Regions from separate parts of the Sus scrofa genome. Here region 2 is linked to region 1. A link is a contact called in public HiChIP or PLAC-seq data. All regions are on one chromosome and are shown on one strand. Each heading gives the region's core, a stretch centred on a gene start, on an enhancer-like site or on the middle of the called end of the contact. The rest is flanking DNA. Distances are from core to core; before and after follow the strand shown. Region 1 has its middle 70 kb from the start of CYLD. Region 2 holds the start of SNX20 (sorting nexin-20).

Region 1 (6,088 bases), core at 2,581-5,080:
CTGATTCAACCCACTATCCTGGAAACTTCTATATGCCACAGGTATGGCCCTAAAAAGACAATAATAATAGTAATAATAATAATAATAATAGGCCAAGTGGGGGATGGGGTTCACACCGGCTGTGGGATCAGCTTATGTACAATTTCCCAATGGGTTGACCGTGAGGTCACAGGGTCGGCATTTCACATCAAACCTTAGGTGCCTGAAGGTCTGGGGGCTGCCTGCTCAGGATCACCAAGTGGTGAATTTCTTCCATTTGGCGGTGGTATTTAGCATCTGAAAAAGTCAGGAAATATGCATCAGATAGTATCATCTGGGTATTTCAGCGGGAGGTAGCAGCAGAAGGTGTGGGGGAGGGATCTGCCCAGGGAAGGCTCCAGGCGGGTCCCAACGGCTCAGATGCAGCCAGACACCCGGGACCTTGGCCGGCTCTTTGCATTCGTCCAACACGCAGCCCGGACTGGGGGCGCCTCTCGGGAGGAATGGCGTTTTCCAAGGGAAACCGTATCCATGCGTCGTTTGCTGGTGGACTGTCTGCTCTGATAAAGAGATGATGGACTTGGACAAGCGCCGAAGGCGAAGCCCGACGTGATAAAGCTCCCGGTCCAAACTCTTGAGGACGAGCCTGGGAAATCTACTGGGTCCAGGTTCTGGATGCCGAAGAAAGGGTTTGGAAACCGGCTGGACTTGCCTACTTCTGAAGAGGGCTGGAGCAGAGATAGTCTTCAAGGGGCGTAAGGAAGATGCAGTTCTGTCCAGGAACGAATCCAAGGTGTGTATACACGTAGGTGTCACGAACAAAAGCAAAACCCCACTGATGAGGCAGAAGAGGTCTCGGGAAGGGACCAGTTTTTTTTGGAGGAGGGAGCAGCCTCCACACGGACCTGCAAATGGTCGGGTCTGTGTGCGTGGCCCACGTGGTGGGCTCTGGGTCCGGGCTGACTTTTGTGGAAAGGGGGAGTAGGTGGAGGTCTCAGGTAATAGTTGAGTGAAGACTGAACCGGATGTCATGATAGCAGTAGAGTAATCCACCCAGCAGTGACCTCCATCTCAAAAGCGCCACTGGAATTTGGAAGCTGTGTCCTTCCCTCTGACCTTACCACTTTTCTAGGCGTTTATGGAAACCCTTCAATTTTAGGCATCAAACCGTCCCCTTAGAAATAACACCCAAGTCTGATTGATGGGTTGATTGATTGATTTAAATTTTTTGCTTTTTAGGGCCACACCCGCAGCATATGGAAATTCCTAGGCTAGGGGTCCAACTGGAGCTATAGCTGCTGGTCTACACCACAGCCACATTGCTATACAGCAGAAATTGGCACAATGTTTTAGACAACTTTAATTTTAAAAATCATGTAACCTTACCATTAAATAAGTTGTATTTAAATGTTATTAAATTAATCATATTTAAAAGCTCATCACTCCCTAATTATTTTACTTTTTTTTGCCTTTTTTTTAGGGCCATGTCCATGGCATATGGAGGTTTCCAGGCTAGGGGTCAAATCGGAGCTGTAGCCACCAGCCTACACCACAGCCACAACAATGTCAGATCTGAGACACGTCTGTGACCTACACTGCAGCTCATGGCAATGCCCGATCCTTAACCCATTAAGTGAGGCCAGGAATCCAACCTGTGTCCTCACGGATACTAGTCGGGTTTGTAACCCGCTGAGCCACAATGGAAACTCCAAGTCTGTTTTAAAGCCTGTTGTTTCCAAAACATTTTGAGGCTGAATTCAGGTCTGAAGAGCTGGATCGAAACTGACTTCCCCAGGAGTTCCCACTGGGGTTCAGTGGATTAAGAACCTGACATAGTGTTTGTGAGGACAGGGGTTCAATCCCTGGCCTTGCTCAGTGGGTTCTGGTGTACAGGATCTGGCTTTGCTTGGCTGTGGCGTAGGGTGCAGATGTGGCTCTGATTCGACCCCCTAGCTTGGAACCTCCCTTGTACCACAGGTACAGCCATTAAAAAAAGAAAGAAAAAAAGAAAGTGACTTTCCCTGAGAGGCCTCCTGAGTCCCCCTCTGCCATCCCACCCCACTTTGTGAGAAGCTTGAATGTGACCTCCAAGGTCAAATCTTGCACGTTCCATTTGATGGCAAGCAGGGTCTCACCAGGTTGCAGGATTCATGAGATCAGGTCTTGGGCCACGACGTGTAGCTTCTTACCTGTGCATCCTAAACGGCTGAGGACAGGCAAGCCTGCTCTGTGAGGTGTGCCCTGGTGGGGTTATGGTTTTGGAATCTACGTATTTGAAACAAGTGTGTGTTTTACCCTTTCTGGCCATCTTTGAACTTCAGACTCTGTTGTGCAGTCTATTTCCATGCTGTCGCCTGTGCGTTACCCCTGATGGCTGGCACGGGCTAGGCGGCAGCAGGATAGAAGGACTAAATGCATTTCAGATTCCCGGGCAGAGGTCACCTCCCCTGAGAGGCCCTCTCAGACCACATTAGCCAGTGGCGTGCTGGTCAATGTTAAATAGCAAACTCTCTGGGCAGGGGGATGCGGGGTGGGGGGAAGCCCTGATCTGTCTGTAGCATTTGCCAGTTTTGAGAGGTAAATACGCTCTCCATGGCCGATGGCAAGCTGCCAGTGTGACACCCCTGAAGGTGGCACCAGGAAGAGAGGCAGGTAGGATTGGCACAAGGGTATATCGCATTTCCCGGGAGTTCCCGCGGTGGCTCAGCGGAAACGAATCTGACCAGCGGGAATTTATATACATTCCCTTTCTTATATGATCTTTCATCATGGTCTCTCCCAAGAGACTGGCTAGAGTTTCCTGTGCTGTACAGTGGGGTCTCATTGCTTATCCATAAGCTTATATGATTAAACTTCCATAATGACTCATAACATTCCTGAAAATGGAACGGTTGCTGCTGGGAGCTGGCGGCATTTGCTTCAGCTCACCACGGCGTTAAATGCGCCCCCGGGCACTTTTTGGCCCTTTACCTTCTCCAGGGCATCTCCCAGGGCCCTAGTGGTTTATTGCCGACGCTACGAGAAGCAGGGACTCTTCACTAGTTCTTCAGGGCTCTTTCCTTAGCCCCTTGAATAAAGCCTGGCCCAAGTAGGTGCTCAACTCTTTGCGCAAAGAAGGAACCCCAGCCTTTTGCGCATAAGAATCCTCCCCATTCACTATTGTGGATGTGGCCAGAATTGGATCTCTGTCCCCACGTCTTCTGAGAAAAGACACGAGGTCCCAGCCTCTGCTTCCCCACATAATGCTTCCTCTCAGAAGTGGAGACATCGCGGAACGTCCCTCCGAAGGCTTTATGACAGGGAAGTGAAACCACGCATGCGTGTCAAGTGCTTCTCACAGCCTGGTACCCAGTAACCCCGCCGTAAAGGGCAGCCACTAGGAGCAGCAGCTGTAGTGGTAGCAGCAGAATCGTGCACTTAAGAGACAAAGTACAAATCTAACCCACACGTCTCTTTCCCCCTCTCTTCTCCCACCAGGATCGTATTTTCAGGACACATTCTCAAGTCTTTAGATGGCTTTTTAAGATTTGAATGTTCCTGTGCCTTGTCCTCCTGGCGCGGCACTGCCATCTTGTGGCCATAATAGGTTATGACCGTGTCCTAGATCTGAGCACCCAGATAGCTCTGCAGCCAGAGCCCAGGTTTGGAAAGCAGCAGGTGATTTCTGAATAGAACGGTGGCGATTGGTCAAAGCCGCACACCAGATTACCAATTCCATCCAGGAGGGTTTTAAGCTTCCTCTGTGTCACTTCAGGACAGCTGATTGTTGTTGGACGTTTCTGCTGGTGACTGTCCTCTCTCTGTTTCTGTCTTGCCCCCTCTCTGTCTCTCCATCTATCTTGAGCTTTCGGCCTCTTTTTTATAAATGGCATTTAAAAATGAGTGAGTGCCATCTGCTGGGCGAAGGCTGTAAGATCCGGTATGAGGGCTTTTCTCGGGACTCTGCAGAGAAATGAAGTACATACAAATCCTTAGCTTTATGGGAAGAAAGTAGGTAAATAATGGGATCCTGATGTCAAGCCCCTCAATCGGTGCACATTTCTCCCTTCATTAGAAACATCCTCCTCTGGGGAAATGGGGTGTGGGAAAAGACTGCCAGTGTGCGCCTAGTATCTACTGGACTAACTTTAGCGAATGTTGTTGGGGTCTCACTGCAAAAATCGACCACATTCTCATCAGAGTTTCCTAAAGCGTGATCTGCAGACAAGCTGCATTTGAGTCATCGAGGTCCTTAAGAATTAAGGCTCAGCGGCCCCACACAAAACCACAGCATCACGCTCTGAGCTCGGGGCCCTGGATTCTGCACTTTGAACACCTCCCCCCCCCACCCAGTGACTCCTGTACACACTCGTATGTGTTTAAGAACCATGACCCTAGACCCTGCCACTGCGGAAAAGACTTTGTCAGCAAAAGGCAGAAAGCATTTGCATGTGGGTTAAGGCTTGCAAAAACTCCGTTTTGTGCAAGTGGGAAAAGGAATCATTTACCAAGCCATAGCTGCCCCCTTCACTCCCTTTAGTGGTGTGGGGTAAGTGACCACGGACCCTAAGCCCAGGAGCAGCGCCTGGCACAGGTGCCCATGCTGATCACTGCTGCTGGATGTTACACTTCCCTGTCTCTCCACTCCACTTGGCAGGTGGGAAATGGCTGGTCCACACCCAGGCTGCCCTCTCAGCCGGTTCTGCCCCCACCCCCCTCCACCTCCCAGGGCTCGTTTTGCAGAAAGCACGGGGCTCGTTTTGCAGAACTGGAGGTCGCCACCTTCCTGGTGGCCCCTCTCTGCACCTGTATCTCCATCCCTTAATGTAGGGGGGACTGGGCTGTAGTCTCTGCTGTGCTTTGACACCCAGAAGCCCCCCCTGCTTTCTAAGTCCCGTCCCCATGTTCACTTCTTCTTTTTTTTTTTTTTTTTGTCTTTTTTTTGGTCTTTTTGCCTTTTCTTGAGCCGCTCCTGCGGCATATGGACGTTCCCAGGCTAGGGGTCGAATCAGACCTGTAGCCACCAGCCTACGCCAGAGCCACAGCAACGCAGGATCCGAGCCCCATCTGCAACCTACACCACAGCTCACAGCAACGCCGGATCCTTAACCCACTGAGCAAGGCCAGGGATCGAACCCTCAACCTCATGGTTCCTAGTCAGATTTGTTAACCACTGAGCCATGACGGGAACTCCCCCATGTTCACTTCTGAGGGTGTCTGGGTCTGGTACATGACCCCTCCTCCCACCCCAGATTTTTCGTGTTTTGTTCTTCCTCTGCCCCCTGACCCGCCGCAACAGTTACACACAGGTTGTGAGTCACGGGAGTCAATTCCTGTGTGCTTATTTTTCAAAACCCTTAATGTTTTTCTTCTACCTGGAGATTCTACTGCCAGGACATTTTTCCAAGGACATTTTTCCAAGGATCATGCCCGAGATCAGTGATAAGACCACAGGCAGCGTTGTTCACAATGTGACCAAACTTGAGAAACTTACACAGGCAGGTCTTGGATCACTTTCTGGTGGAGCCAGACTCTGGCTAGCTTGGCAGGCAGCTGTCAGAGATGCTTTGACAACATCGTTTCTCTCCTTCTTTCCTTTTGCTTTTTAGCACCACACCTGCAGCATAGGGAGGTTCCCAGGTTAGGGGTCGAATGGGAGCAGCAGCTGCCAACCTACACCACAGCCCCCGCAACGTGGGATACGAGCCATGTCTCTGACCTACACCACAGCTCACGGCAACGCCAGATCCCTGACCCACTGAGCGAGGCCAGGGATCGAACCCGCATCCTCATGGATGCTAGTCAGATCCATTGACGTTGCGGCACAGTGGGAACTCTGAGAACATCCTATCTTAAATGTCAGGAGCCAAGGTCCGCAATGTATTAGGTGACAAAAGTGGATTATAAGAACACGTCTCATAGTAGGTCTGAATTTGTTTGTACAGAGGTTGGTCTGAGGGCACTGAAGTTCGTTGGCAGTGAGTACACTGACTGCATAGATCAACGCGACTGCAATTTGATGTTTTTGTTTTCTTTTTTTGTCCCCTTTGTTGGCATTATCCAAACTGCAACCCTTGTGACGGGTGATGGGATGTGTAGGGAGGGTGGCTGGGCAGGGGCCATTTGACAG
Region 2 (5,879 bases), core at 859-3,358, 130 kb before region 1:
ACAAGACAAAAAATAAAACTTCCAAGTTCCTGTTGTGGTGCAGCAGAAAAGAATCCGACTAGTATCCATGAGGATGTGCGTTTGCTGGCCTCACTCAGTGGGTTAAGGATGCAGTGTTGCCGTGAGCTGTGGTATAGGTTGCAGGCAAGGCTCAGATTCTGCGTCACTGTGACTGTGGTGTAGGCCAGCAGCCACAGCTCCAGTTCAACCCCTAGCCTGGAAACTTCCGTATGCTGCAGGTATGCAGAGGGAATTTTAATAAAAATTTAAAAAAATAAAACCTCTCCAGCTCCCCCAACAAGCCCACCATATGTCTCTCCCCAGCTATGAGCCCTCCCCTCCCTAGCCCTGCTTCTGATAGGGGCTCATTCCTTGTTTCCTTTGTAATTTATTTCCTACTAACAGACCTCTGCAGCATGGGGAAGGTCCCGGGCCAGGGATTGAACCTGCACCACAGCAGCAACGGTGCTGCTGCAGTGACAATGCCAGGTCCTTAATCCACTATGCTACCAGGGAACTCCCATTTGCTCATTTTTTTTTTATTGGATTATTTTCTTCACAGTTTGTTTATTTTCCTTATGGATTATTTGCATAGATATGCTTTCAATTTCTTTCCCCATCCTATGGTATGCATTTGTACTCCGGTCGGGGGAGGGGGATCTTTTGATAAATAAAGCTTTCAACGGTATTAGTCTTTGCTTTCACTGCGGGTGTCATACCTGAGAGACGGTGGGCCTCTCTCCTTTATTGTGCTTTATGGTTCTTTCCGCAACAGCTTCACAGGCCATCGTGAGGCTTAAGATGAGTTAGGATGCACAAGGCCCTTCGGATGATGCTGGTACCTAGTAAGCACTGTGCAAATGCAGACAATTCCTGTGGTTCTACAAAGCTTTCTAGTTTGCCTTTCTCATTCGGGGCTCTGTAATGCACTTAGACGAAGGGGATTTTGGGGGTATGGTGTAAGGGATGAGGTTGATGAGGTTGAATGATTTTTCCATGGCATGTTCACCTACTAGCCTTGTTTTACTGAAATGGCCATCAAATGCCCCAGCCCTGCAGCGCAATGCAGAATCTGATATTCATCCACCTGTGTCAGGGATGCAGTCGTGTAACTCAGGGGGAGCATCATTAATAGTGTATCTGTGGTTTGCTGGCTTGAGCGCTGGGGCCATTTCTCATTCACACAGAACGCCTGGTGTGGTATGGCGTTGAGGGCTCTGCACAGAGCCAGGCTGGAACCCCGGCTCCCCTCCTCTCTGAGTCCGGTCCTGCTATGTTCCAGGTTCCAGTTTTCTCTCTCACCCCCAGCCTGAGCCTGGAGTCTGCGAGATGCCAAGGCAGGCTCAGCCCTTCCTGCAGCCTGCAACCACGGGGAGGAGTGTGTAGAAGCCACTGCTTCCTCTTCTGGGGGCAGGAGATGCTCTGGAAACCCCCCAGATGCGCAGGAGTGTCTGGTCTGCATGGGAAGGACCTAGCTGGTCCAAAGGGACCTGGAGTCGCCACCCTTGGCCACCTGCCAGGTGTGGGCTTTTCTCTGCAGGACAGGGTTCTCTATGCAGCGGAAAAGCTCTCCATGTAAGAACAGGCGTGTCACGGGCTACGGGGGAGGGCGGGAGTGGGTGTCGTTCCCCTCCCCCCTCTGCAGTGCTGAAGCCAGAAGGTGAGAAGGGGACACGGAGGGACCCCGGGGACTTAGGAAAGGAAGTGCTGGCACTTCAGAATCTAGTTGTCTCTCTTAGAATTCACACCCCTTTGACCACTGGATGGCCTCTCACTGCATTCTGGGTAAACTCAGACCCCTGCTGAGGCCTCAGTGAGCTGCAGCCTGCCCCCTTCCTGACCTCTTTGCACAGCCTGTCAGCATCACTTACCATGCACCGGCCAGCTGCACCGCTTCCTGTTCCTCAAACACGCGGCACGGCCTCTGCCCTGGCCATGCCTTCAGCCGGCCATGCCCTGCGCTCAGTTGCCTCCACGACCGGCTGGCTCTCATGCCCAGGGTTCGGCTTCACTGCCTCTCCTTTGCACCGCCTTCCCTGACCCCTCTGCCTGCACGCATCACTGTTTCGCTCATGTGTTTACTTGTTGAGTGCGTGTCTCAAATGCCTTGTCTGCGGTGGGACTTGGTATCAGGGTTCTGTCCCCAGGATCCACCGCAGTGCCTGCCACCTAGTGGTTGCTCAGTAACTGTGAATGAATGAATGAGTGGGCGAAGGCAGAACCATGGAGATGGGGCTGAGGTTCACTGTGTGACCCGGGCAGGGCACTTGGCTCTCTGAATGTCAGTTTCTCCCAGTGCAACATGAGATTAAATTAAAGATCCTCCCAGCACCAAAGCATTCCACATTGGGCAAATGACTGAATACTGTAAACAACTCCTCACTGCAGTTCCCCGTGTCTGGCAAGCTTAGGACTCCAAGACCAACACACCTCTGTTGAGAAATTCAACAAGAAATGGTCGACCACATGTCTGGTAAAGAAAACTCAAACCGGTAAAGTGTTTGTTTATAGGTAATTTAAAATTTTGTCAAAGGAGTTCCCGTCCTGGCGCAGTGGTTAAAGTATCCAACTAGGAACCATGAAGTTGGGGGTTCAATCCCTGGCCTCGCTCAGGGGGTGAAGGATCCGGTGTTGCTGTGAGCTGTGGTGTAGGTCGCAGACTCGGCTCGGATCCCACGTTGCTGTGGCTGTGTCGTAGGCCAGCGGCTACAGCTCCAAATAGACCCCTAGGCTGGGAACCTCCATGTGCCACGGGAGTGGCCCTACCAAAGGCAAAAAGACAAATAATAATAATAATAAATGCAAAATAAAATTTGGTCATGGCAATCTTGTTTTTCCACAGCCTTTAAAAAAATCTCGGGAGTACCTGTTGTGGCTCATCGGGTTAAGAACCCAACTAGTGCCCATGAGGATGCAGATCTGATTCCTGGCCTTGCCCAGTGGGTTAAGGATCTGGCGTTGTCGTGAGCTGTGGTGTAGGCCAACAGCTGCAGCTCGACCCCTAGCTTAGGAACTTCCATATGCTGCAAGTATAGCCCTAAAAAAAGCAATAATAATAATGTTAAAATTTTTTTTAAATCTCAAAAGTTCTTAATGCTGCAGAGTTTTAATATCAAGGTCACAGATAGAGTGTGGTGCAGGGCACTGCTGTGGATCTGCTGAAACATAGCGGGGGAACCGGGGTGCGGAAACACCTCAGCCCCTCCTGGGCTTCACACAAGCTCAGGACTGTCAGTCCTTCTGATGTGTGTAAGGATCCATGGAGATGCATGTGCTAATATGTGAAGAAAATCTAATTTTCATTATCAGCGAACATAAACATCTTGTTTCTGGGAGATCGGTTCGTTTAGGTAACAGCTTCGACGAGTTTGGTGGGAGTTGAGGGCCATCACTGTATACCGTCTGAAGCACAGAGCACCTCCAGAGGGCAGGAGTGAGGCTGAAATCCAGCCCTCTCTGCTTTTCCAAGCTGGCTCCTATGTCCAGGCAGGTAAAGGGGATGCTTTTTCTAACCCAAAAAGAAGGGTGATGATGGAGGATTGAGGAACTGTTTTTCTTTTGCTCAGTGGGTTAAGGATCTGGTGTTGCCGTGAGCTGTGGTGTAGGTTGCAGATGCGGCTCGGATCCTGCGTTGCTTGGGTCTGGCGTAGGCCGGTGGCTACAGCTCCAATTAGATCCCTGGCCTGGGAACCTCCATATGACGTGGGAGTGGCCCAAGAAATGGCAAAAAGACAAAAAAAAAAAAAAAGTGGGGAGAAAGAGTGGTACCTATTCCATAAAGATGTTGTAAGGATTATGTGATGGATGGGAGTGCCGTGCCTGGAATATTACTGTGCCCAGTAAATAACATTCCTGAGAGGTCCCATAGTGGCTCAGAGGTAACAAAGCCAACTAGTATCCATGAGGATGTGGGTTCGATCCCTGGCCTCGCTCAGTGGCTTAAGGATCTGGCGTTGCTGTGAGCTGTGATGCAGGTCGCAGATGTGGCTCGGATCTGGCGTGGCTGTGGCTGTGGTGTAGGCCAGCAGCTGCAGCTCTGATTGGACCCCAAGCCTGGGAACTTCCCTCTGCCGCAGGTGCGGCCCTAAAAACCTAAATAAATAAATAAAATCCCTATTATAGAGTGTTTAGTACTTCCTAGGTGCCAAATTCTTTATATGTATTCCTCATGACAAGATCTAAGTGGATTGTCATCAACCTCTTAGCTGTCAGGGAAACTGAGGTCAAGGTTAAATAACTGGCCCAAAGGCATCGAGAGCTGGGATTCAAATCCAGGCTCACTTGAGTTTGAAGTCTATGCTTTTCAACCTATTGTCTCCTACTGGAGCCCAGAGTGAGCAAAGCACAGAGGCGGTAGGACCAAGAGCTCCAAGGATGCTGGTGCATCACATGTTCATTCGTTTGGGCCTGTTTGTGGACAGCTTTGGACACTGGTGGCTGCTTGGAGAAGGAGACCAGGTCAGGGCGAGGCTGGGGTGGAAGAGACGCTAGTTGGAAAAGTAGGGTTGGCTGGGAGCTCTTAGCATAACGTAGGTGAGAGATGACGTGATTTGGACTCAGGTAGGAATGGTGGAGTCAATAAGAAATGGTCATGTTATGGATATATTTTGAAGGTCAAGTTGATGAATTTGCTCCCAGCTTGGGTGTGGGGTATGAGAGGAGGTAAGTTGGTTAAGTTTTTCCTGGTTCAGTTGCTCTGTCACTTTTCTTAAGTAATCTGCTATGACTGGGGATTTAAGAGGCTTCTAGCTTTTTGCTGTTAAGATGGGGGTGAACATCCTTGTAGACAGATCTATGCGCCATCTGGAATGATTTTCCTGGGGTAGGTTCAGTTCTTCTAGTGTGGCATTTCCCAGCCTCAGCCGACTGTGCACTACCTGTGCGGGTATTTACCTGGAGGCAGTGTGGGGTAGTGGTTTGAGCATGAACTTTGGTGTCAGACATGTGGAGGCAAATACATCTCAGCTCGGCTGTCACTACGTGGATAGATTAGGAAACTTTTCTTTGCCCCAGTTTCTTCCTCAGTGAATTAGGGTATTGATAATCAATACCCCGTGGGTAGGATTAACAGAGTTAAGGTCTGTAAACCCTGGCACATAGTAAGCACTATGCCAATGTCAGTTCTTTTCCTTGAAAATGACTTCACATCTAAAAATTTCCAAGTACAAATGTTTTAAAAGGAACATTTACGTTAATACCGTCCATGAACAACCAGCGATCACTTGCTGGGAAGAATAAGAAATCGTAAAAGAAAGCAAATTTAATGTAATCAAAACGATGCTAGTAAATTCTAGTTAGATATCGTGGCAGACCCAAGTCGACTGGGTCGTGTTAAAGAGACCTTCAAGCCCTATTAGCACTAAACTAGGATGGCTTGTCTCAACTTAGAAGAACAGAAAGGAAAATAAGGAACTTTAAATGCCCTGTCCACTGTTACCTAACATGAAAACATCACACTGAGCAAAACTGTCCTGGGACTTCACAATATTAAGGCTTTAGGTCATTATGGACTTACCCTTAAAGGGTGCGGCGCATGGGTTCATACTGACCTCAACAGCTTTCCTAGATTTTCAATTCAGAGGATATGTGTGTGTGTGTGTGTGTGTCAGCACAGGCTGGCAGCGCCCAGGCGGCGAGCCATCTGCCCCCTGGGAAGCGCGGGGGAGGGGGGGCCGCGGGGCAGGGGAAGGGGCGGGGCACGGAGGGGGCGGGGCCGAGCGCCGCGCGTTCCTGGCAAGAGCTGAGCCCCGGGAGTCGCGGCTCCCACTGCGCGGAGGATTCCGGATGCCCCGGGTGAGTGCTCTTGAGCCCAGCGCGAGGGCCGCGGGTAGACGGGGGCGCCGCCGCGAACCCCTCCTCCTGGACTGGGACAGCTGGTT

The links. HiChIP or PLAC-seq counts read pairs in DNA pulled down with a chosen protein or histone mark.
Region 2: an H3K27ac HiChIP or PLAC-seq map of alveolar macrophages shows a contact between it and region 1. The contact joins the promoter of SNX20 here to the enhancer-like site in region 1. A contact is called at or near these places in 2 of 5 promoter capture datasets (fetal liver and liver), 20 of 47 Hi-C or Micro-C datasets (alveolar macrophages, blood, brain and 13 more) and 2 of 2 datasets of contacts at active chromatin or transcription factors (alveolar macrophages and skeletal muscle).

What each region holds. Positions count from the first base shown.
Region 1 is chr6:34,049,378-34,055,465 of Sscrofa11.1, reverse strand. No RefSeq gene overlaps it. Among named protein-coding and RNA genes, the nearest start is that of CYLD, 70 kb to the left of the region's middle. Within about 2 kb of position 3,830, at least 20 of the 83 cell types and tissues checked have an H3K27ac peak or open chromatin away from gene starts, as enhancers often do. A contact at or near this core is called in alveolar macrophages, brain and fetal liver, where this site is marked.
Region 2 is chr6:34,172,982-34,178,860 of Sscrofa11.1, reverse strand. It overlaps SNX20 (sorting nexin-20), which reads right to left and starts at 2,108. Exons shown (of 5, transcript XM_021094194.1): 1 at 1,872-2,108.